2 separate regions of the Mus musculus genome follow, and region 2 is linked to region 1. Evidence: chromatin contacts called from public HiChIP or PLAC-seq data. All regions are on one chromosome and are shown on one strand. The core of a region is the stretch at or near the end of the contact, and the rest is flanking DNA. Distances in the headings are between cores, read along the strand shown. Region 1 has its middle 5.9 kb from the start of n-TEttc7. Region 2 has its middle 76 kb from the start of n-TEttc7.

The links. HiChIP or PLAC-seq counts read pairs in DNA pulled down with a chosen protein or histone mark.
Region 2: a BATF HiChIP or PLAC-seq map of CD8 T cells shows a contact between it and region 1, with 14 read pairs. The contact joins two enhancer-like sites. A contact is called at or near these places in 1 of 15 datasets of contacts at CTCF or cohesin (CD8 T cells), 5 of 484 Hi-C or Micro-C datasets (CD8 T cells, Th1 cells, cortical neurons and 1 more) and 3 of 115 datasets of contacts at active chromatin or transcription factors (CD8 T cells, effector CD8 T cells and memory CD8 T cells).

Annotation. Positions count from the first base shown.
Region 1 is chr7:58,391,195-58,395,575 of GRCm38.p6, reverse strand. No RefSeq gene overlaps it. Among named protein-coding and RNA genes, the nearest start is that of n-TEttc7, 5.9 kb to the left of the region's middle. Within about 2 kb of position 2,580, at least 25 of the 459 cell types and tissues checked have an H3K27ac peak or open chromatin away from gene starts, as enhancers often do. A contact at or near this core is called in CD8 T cells, effector CD8 T cells and memory CD8 T cells, where this site is marked.
Region 2 is chr7:58,472,973-58,477,353 of GRCm38.p6, reverse strand. No RefSeq gene overlaps it. Among named protein-coding and RNA genes, the nearest start is that of n-TEttc7, 76 kb to the right of the region's middle. Within about 2 kb of position 1,948, at least 24 of the 459 cell types and tissues checked have an H3K27ac peak or open chromatin away from gene starts, as enhancers often do. A contact at or near this core is called in CD8 T cells, effector CD8 T cells and memory CD8 T cells, where this site is marked.

The sequences.
Region 1 (4,381 bases), core at 1,331-3,830:
TTCTTTCCAGTGATGTAAGATTACTGTGTTGCATGCCAGCATTCTGTTACTGTAATAAATGCCTGAGATAAATCAATGTAAAAAGACGAGGAGTTAATTTTATCTCACAGGTCCAGAGGTTTCAGCCCATGGCCATTTGGCTCTCTTACTTTTGAAGCAAGGTGTGGCAGTAAGTATGATGAAGATCCCCTACCCCTCATGCTGCTAGAAAGTGAGAATATGTATTATTATTAATTCTCTGGTCATACCATATATTTTGATCATATTCATCCTCCATATCTCTCTGTAACTCCTCCCAGATCCACCCCCAACTTCATACCCTCCAACGTTCTTCTTTAAAACAAAACAAAACAAAACAAAACAAAACAAAAACAAAAACAAAAAAGAAAAAACCTGTTGAGTCTAAATATACCCATATATTTTGCAGGACAAAAAACTTTTAGTTTCATGAGATCCCACTTATTGATTGATGGTTCTTTTTTCCTGGGAAACTAGAGTCCTATTGAGAAAGTCATTTCCTGAAGCTGTGTTTTGACTTGTACTCTTTATTCTTTCTTGTAGAACTGTTAGGGTTTCAGGTATAACACTGATATCTCTAATCCATTTGCTATTTATTTATGTACAGCATTAGAGAGAAGAATCATGATTAATTTTTCTACTTGTATATATCCAGTTTTACTGGCACCATTTTTAAAAGATCCTTTCTTTTTCTCCATTGTGTATTTTCAACATCTTTGTCTAAAAACAGGTGACTGTAGGTATCGGATCTTATATCAGAGCCCTTGGTTCTATCTCATTAAACTATCTATCTGTTTTTGTGTCAGTACCATACTGTTTATACTTTTTTATAAAATCACAGAACTATTAGAACATGGCCTTGGGACTTGGAAAGGGTCAGAAGAAATGAGGTTCCCAGAAGCTGAAAGTCACTTGTGGGATTCAACCTGGGGCTGTAGGGCAAGAGCTCTAAGCTCTTGTTCCAGCAGCTCTCTCAGTTCCATGGCCCTTGTTTGGTACATGCCCTCCTTAGGGTATTCCCAAGTTGTTGTAAAGCTGCCTGACTTGTCTCAGGTCTTCCGTCTAATGATTTTGTTAGTCCATGTTCAGCACCTTTAGTAGTTGTTAATCACATACTGGATAGTAACTTCTGGCATTCTAAATGTGGTCTGTGTCCTCAGCCTTTTTCCTTTTCAGTCTGATTCTCTAGGGAGTCTCCTAGCATGACCTTTTGCTTAAAACCTTCCATTCTTGAAGGAGAATCAGTCTTCTGCAGTGAAGAGCTTCCTGGTGGCTTATCTAATCTCATGTGGTTAGTCCTAAATATGTATCCGTAAAGAAACACTAAATGGATGCCATGAGATATGACTTACATTTGTATAAGCACAGACCAAAACAAGTCCATTTGTCACTCACAAAACACCACGTGTCCTTTCCTTGGCTAAGATTAGCAACTACAAATCCTTGTCAGTTTACATCACGTGGGTCTCTAGTTTGTTTGATTTTCCTATAAACTAAATTATTTGAAACCCTCCATTGTAGAATGTCCTCCACTCTCAAGTGGTATCAGAAGACAGCAGTCTTCTGCTTCTTTAGGTTTTTCCTTAACTTACCCAATCAGAAGCTGAATCATGTAGCTCATTTCTAGCCCTGCTAGCTAACACCCCCCACCCCCGTTTCTATATTGTATACACTCCCTTCACTGTACCTAGTCATCAACCTTTGTTAAAGCAAGTGTGACCTGCTGGTCCTTCATTAAATCACAGTGGCATAACACAGCCGAGGCAGCCTCAGTGCTGCACTGCTCTTACCTAAGCAGGTCTCCAATATTTCATAGGAAGCTTTTAGTATTGGGTTTATTTTGTTTTCTTGTGTGTTAGGATGTAGGAAAAATTTAAATTATACTTATTTATTTGCTTACTTGGGCTTTTTGTTTGTTTATTGATTTATTGTTGGGAAGGAGACTGGGAAGCATGCTAGTACCATTGCACCTATGAGGAAGTCAGAAGACAAGCCTCTGAAGTTGGTACTATCATTCCATCAGAAGAGTCCAGGGGACCAAACTCAGGTCATGTGCCTTGCCACCAAGCACCTTTACCCTCTAAGGCATTTAACTGACTAGTAATTTTTACTTACTCATCCTTAGTTGTATTTTTTCTGTCTCAGCATTGCATTCTAGCATGTAACATGTGGTAGTCTAATACCCTTTTTCCAGCATGTGTATCTTGGACCCACGATGGAGATGCTTCATCTGTACACTTACAAGTACTGAGAGAGTAAAATTTTTCCTAAGTAGGATCCTGAGGAGTAGGTTAGCCTAGGATCATCTCAAATCTTTAGCCTTTTTTTTTTTGTATGCCTGAAGTTTGTGCTTTTTGGAACTTTGTTAGAAAGCTTCTAATTACAAAAGCTTAACTTTACCAACTTCCTAAGATTAAGAGCACACAGGAACCACTACTGCAGACACACAGTATTCTTGGTATAATTGTACCTGCCCCATACTCAGATTCTGGTTCATGTTTTGTCTGCCCAACTCTAACTCTCACTCTGGGCGCATCTTTTTGTCATAGTTTCACTAAGATGACTCAAACCACAGTGCCAACCTCAAGAAACCGTTGGCATACACAAAGTATTCATCTGAGAAGCACTTCAGAATAGGAAGAAAGCCTTGGCTGATAGGAAAAAGTGGCTCCCACACAGGTCCTTCTGAAACAGCTAAGCTGATGAAAACTGTGGAAGATGACCCACTATGAAACATGTTTAAAAAACAAATATTTCTGAAGACTCACTATGTCTTTGCTGACAACTGTAAGCCTTTTATTCCAGACATGACTGTAAATAATATATTGTCCAATGAGTCTCTGCTCTGGATTTACATTGTGCAAATCTAGACACTGAATTGAAAAAAAAAACTTTACAAGAGATTTGCTTAAAAGAGAGCTGGCTGAGTTTCACAAGGGAGGCATTTCTCCTCTCATCTTAGTCTTGTGGGCGTTTTGATCTTATGTCTTGATGCTCTCAGAACCCCCATTCTGTCAAAACAGGCTTTCAGAAGCTCTTTGCTGAAGCCATATAAATGACTTTCCTCTTTCTTTCAGAAGAAAGATACATTTTTATTTTTAATTATGGTGCTGGGGATCACTCCAAGGGTGTGGGGAAGATAAGTACTCCAGCACGCAGACACATCTTCACTGACTCTCGGTGCCTTTCTGAAGGCTATTTCTCATCTTTCTTCTCCCTTATGAGAAACTTGATACTGTAACTTGCCAAAAGCGATTCATTTCTTCTCAGTACACTCTAAGAGCTTTAATACAGCTATATTGTATACAAACATGTCTTAAGAAAAGAAGAATAAAAGTTTTCATATTATCTTCTCCCATGTACAAAGTCCATAGGCATTATGATAATAGAAATTACTACCGAGAGACAATAAGAGAATATTCACCAGGTAGTGGTGATGCACGCCTTTAATCCCAGCACTGGGGAGACAGAGGCAGCCAGATTTCTGAGTTGGAGGTCAGCTTGGTCTACAGAGTGAGTTCCAGGACAGTCAGGGCTACACAGAGAAACCCTGTCTCAAAAAACAACACCAAAAAAAAAAAAAAAAAAAAAAAGAAAGAAAGAAAGAAAGAAAGAAAAAGAAAAGAAAGGAAAGGAAAAGAAAAGAAAGACAAGAATATTCACTCTTAAAGAAAAACTTTGAGTCTGGAGAGATAGTTCAGAGGTTAAAACACTGGCTGCTCTTCCAGAAGGCTTAGGTTCAAATCCTAGTACGCACACGACAGCAAATAACTGTACTTCCCAAGAATGCCATGCCCTCTTCTGGACTCCAAGCACACCATAAGATTCACAGACACACATACTATTTTTGTGACTTACTCAAAGTTTAAAGTTTCATGTGTGAATTATTATTCAGTTGCACACAATGGCTTATCTCACCCCAATTTATCTTCCTTTGCCTTTGGTTTTCCCTCTTTTTCCTCCTGATTCTTTCTTAAGGTTTGATATTGTGAAATTAAGACTCACTAATTTCAGAGGAGAGAGGCTGGAGGTTAAATATTATCGCCCAAAGCTGGCGATTCCTTCAACCATGCATATGTAGTCAAGTCTCCACAAGAATCCACTAGATATGACCATGCAGCTCAGTGGTAGAATGTGCAGTATGCACAAGGCCCCTGATTTTATCCCCATCACTGTAGAGAAAAAGAAAAAGAAAACCAAAACAGCATCACCCTCCATCCCCCCTCACACCACCAATAAAAACCCCAAAGTAAAGGGTTTACCACTTTTCTATTATCTCTTTCTATGCACCCTCTGCAGCATCCTTTATAATAAATGGAATTCTCTGAGCCTGTCTAGCATATTAATTGAACCCAAGAAGGGA
Region 2 (4,381 bases), core at 699-3,198, 82 kb before region 1:
GGGCCTAGCAAACACAGAAGTGGATGCTTACAGTCAGCTATTGGATGGATCACAGGGCCCCCAATATAGGAGCTAGAGAAAGTAACCAAGGAGCTGGGGGTATCTGCAACCCTATAGGTGGAACAACAATATGAACTAACCATTACCCCCCGGAGCTCGTGTCTCTAGCTGTGTATGTATCAGAAGATGGCCTAGTCAGTGGAAAGAGAGGCCCATTGGTCATGCAAACTTTATATGCCTCAGTACAAGGGAATGCCAGGGCCAAGAAGTGGGAGTGTGTGGGTAGGGGAGTGGGTGGGGGGAGGATATGCCGGACTTTTGGGATAGCATTGGAAATATAAATGAAAAAAACCTAATAAAAGAAAAAGAAAAAAGTGAAAATGCTTATTTTGACTCTATTTCTTACTCTATTTCTTTTGGGGCTGTGAGGAGTCAGTGCATCATTGTGGTGTCATATGGTCAGGAAAGTACTAACTACATGGTAGCTAGAAAGCAAAGTGAGAAGAAAGACCATAGTCCTACAGGCAGCTTCAGGGGCATGCCCTTAGACCAAGTGTCCTAATGTACTCCATCTATAAGCCCCACCTCCTACTACCTACCAATAGTCCCAAAGTCTTGAGATCAAGCCTTTAACACAGGGCTTCTAGAGGCAGTGGTTCAGTTCTCCAACCCACAAAAATGCAGAAGCCATGCTACTCTGAACACAGCTGAGCACATTTCACTTGACTGTAGCTTAGAACCATAACTAAATTCCTGCAAGCCAAGAGGATGCACAGGGATTGTAAGAAGCATGGAGATTAATTTTAGAGTAATGATGATGATGACGACGATGACATGAAGACAACGATGATGGCAGCGGCGATGTGTGTGTGTGTGAGTGTGTGTGTGTGTGTGTGTGTGTGTGTGTGTGTATGATTAGATTTGGGGTGCTAATCCATACCAGAAATCTCAGCATTCAGAAAACAAAGGCAAGAGGATCACCCATGAGTTCAAGGACAGCTTGGTCTACATTGTCTTGAAAAAACAAAACAAAATTTGTGAGAGAATTTTAAAAAAATTTCCTGTAGGTTATAAATGCATAAGGAGGTTAAGAATGATAAAATTAACATTTATTAAATGATAACTTGAAATATTAGCAACATAATAAAACAAAAACTTTCCAGGGTGAGTTCATACAGAACTTTGCCTCCCTTAGGAATAGACACACCTGTGCTTGTTTGAATGAAAATGGTCCCGACTGGCTCATAGTAAATGGCATTACTTGAAAGGATTGGGACAATTGGCCTTGTTGCAGTACGTTGTGACATTGATGGAAGAAGTGTGTCACTGGGCATAAGCTTTGAGGTTTCAAAAGTTCAGACTTTTCCTGCTGCCTGTGGATCCAGGTGTAGAATTCTCAGTTAACTGGCCAGCACCATGTCTGCCTGCATGCCACCATGCTTCCTGCCATGACAATGGTGGACATAACCTTTAGACTGAAAGCCAGCCCCAATGAAATGTTTTTCATCATAAGAATTTTTGTGGTCATGGTGCCTCTTCATAGCAATAGAAATCCTAATGAAGACAACATCTTTCTTGAATCCTGAGCATGTTGTTGTCATTCATAATCTTGTTTGGAGCATTCTTGCAATCCATTCTTTGTTCCTTAGCACACAGAAAGGCAATGTTTTACCTGAGTGTGGTCTCCTGATGACTTTCCTCCCAAGGGAATTTCTGAATAACCAACTAGGCACATTTTCAACTCCAGAATACGTTAAGTGAACATCGCTGGCTCCGTGTGCTCACACTCTTCAGTGTGACTCACTTGCTACCAGGACACTCTGTGAGGAACACAGTCTTTCTAGCTTGGAGGAAGTCATTGACTTTTATTTCCTTAATGTCACCTCAGGTCTCTGCTGTGTTATTGTTAGTGAACTGAACAAGGGTTTCTCAGAGAGAATTAGCTGTACAGTCATCTCCCAAACCGTATAACTGTCAAATCACATCCTGTCTAGGGTTGCCTATTGCCTAACAATAGAAAAAGTTCTATTAACTCCACTTTGATTTCACTTTCCAAGTAGAACCTCAGATACTTGCTCAGAGATTACGGCCAGCTGGGCCCTTTGTCTTCACACTTATCTCATTTGTTGCAACTCATCAGGGCTGGAGTCATACTTCTGGTTTACAACCACCAACTGAACATAGCTTTTTCTACAGAATCTCTTTGTAAAAATTATGAGTATTTCCCTCTAAACAGTGAAAAATTTTGTCAGCCTCCAATGGTTTATTTGGTTCCCTGTTTATTTACGAGGAGACATTTCTAAACCAGTTTTGGGAGGTGAAGATTTTATCGATGTTTTGGGCAAATCCTTGATATATATTGAAATATGTGCACAAGTTCATTTAAGATAAAAATATATAAAACATAAAATCTCCCCTCATCCTGGTTACTCCCCCTAGTATAATAGGGAATACGGCAGGCTTTAGTATGTTTCTTTACTTTTGACTTTCATTTTGATTTTTACTTGATATACAGTAATCACACATGCACTGTGGTGGTGGTGTACACAAGTGTATCGTGGAACAGTCAGGTCACCATAACTGGCATTTCTGTCACCTCGAATACCTGCCACTTCCCCACGTGGTAACACTGAAGTGCTTCCAATGAGCTGTTCTGAAACATTCCTTTGACTGTGGCTGACTGCAAGTATCCTGTGTGCTATTGAATGTGGAAAGCTATTGTCCATTACTCACCCTCTCTCTGTTCCATCATTGCTTTTCTTTATTTTTTTTTAAAAACATGTAAGAGTATCTGATACCCTGTAATTGGAGTTACACTTACAGCTGTGGGCATCCATGTCTGATGCTGGGAACCCCTTGGGATTTAAATGAGAATGACCCCATAGACTCACAGGTTTGAATGCTTAGTCATGGGGGTGGGACTGTTGAAAAGATTAGAAGGTATGGCCTTGTGGGAGAAAGTGTGTTACTTGGGGTGGGCTTTGAGGTTCTTTAGAACCTAAGTGGGTCACTGTCTCTTTCTGTTGCCTGTGGATCCAGATTCTCTCTGCTCCTTCTCCACACCATGTCTGCCTGTGTGCCATCATGCTTCCTACCAGGGAGATAATGGAATAATCCTCCAAAAATGTAAGCAATCCCTAATAAATGTTTCCCATTATAATGTTTTGCTTATGGCGTCTCTTCACAGCAATCGACCATTGACTATGATAGAACCAAACCCTGTTCCTCTGCAAAGGCAACAAGTGCTGTTAACTGCTGAGCTTCCTGTCCAGACCAAATCCTTGCTTTGTTATGATTATCATGCATATAATTATACCTTCAATTGATGATTCACCACCCAGATTGCCTAGCTTGGCATGTCCAACCAATATAAACTCAATAATATCTTCATTTTTTTTTTTTTTTTTACTCAGCTAATTCCTGAGTTTTGCCCTTATGCTGTCAAACAGAATAATTAATTTGTTTACCCCTCTTGGGTGACAGTCCTTTAATTAATTATTATAATATATTCATATGTTCAACTTTTGGGGTGGATGTTTGGTCTGCTCTGGCATCTTCTTTCTTTCAAATAAAGAACTGCTGTCTTCTCTTGTCCTCCCTTCTCCTCTGACTCCCCATATCACTCTATCTCTTATCCCTTCCCCTCTCTTGCTCTCCCTATTCTTTTCCTCCTAATTCTCCTTCCTTCGCCCTTTCTCTCCTCCCCTTTCCTCTCTTCTTTCTCAATATTGAGTACTGGGCAACACATCAATCCCTGTCTTCTATGTGACATCTAGCATTAAAAAATGATTTTTTTCTTGTTCATACACTTATGTTTAGATTTACTTGGTCTTTAATCCACCTACCCACGACCTTTAATTTTCTTGTGTGTGTGCATGCATGCTGTGAAACAGGGTTCAATTAATTTTTTATCAAAGGCACTATTTATATCACATTTATTTTCACTGACAGACAAGTCTGCAGGAAATCGAGCTCTGAATATGTGTCTGTTTCTAGGCAACATGTTCTTTCCATTTATCACATGTCTGGCCCTGTGCAGTGCTACTCTGCTGTAACTATAGCTTTGTCGTTTTCTAGGTTCTATGACTTTGGGAATGCCAAAGATATCTATAGCTTTTGCAATCATTTCTGTGAATTTCTATAGTCAGCTTCTCAAAATATACATTAAAAGAGGAAAATTAATGTAATTTCAATAGGAATTGTAATGAATATTACAGATTAACTTGGGAAAAACAAACATCTATGATATAAAGAACTTAAATTCATGAATTTATGCAGTTTCAATTTTTTAAAACTGCAGTTTAGTGTATTAGTTCGGGATCTTTAGAGAACCAGAAGTAATAGAATACACACACACACACACACACACACACACACACAG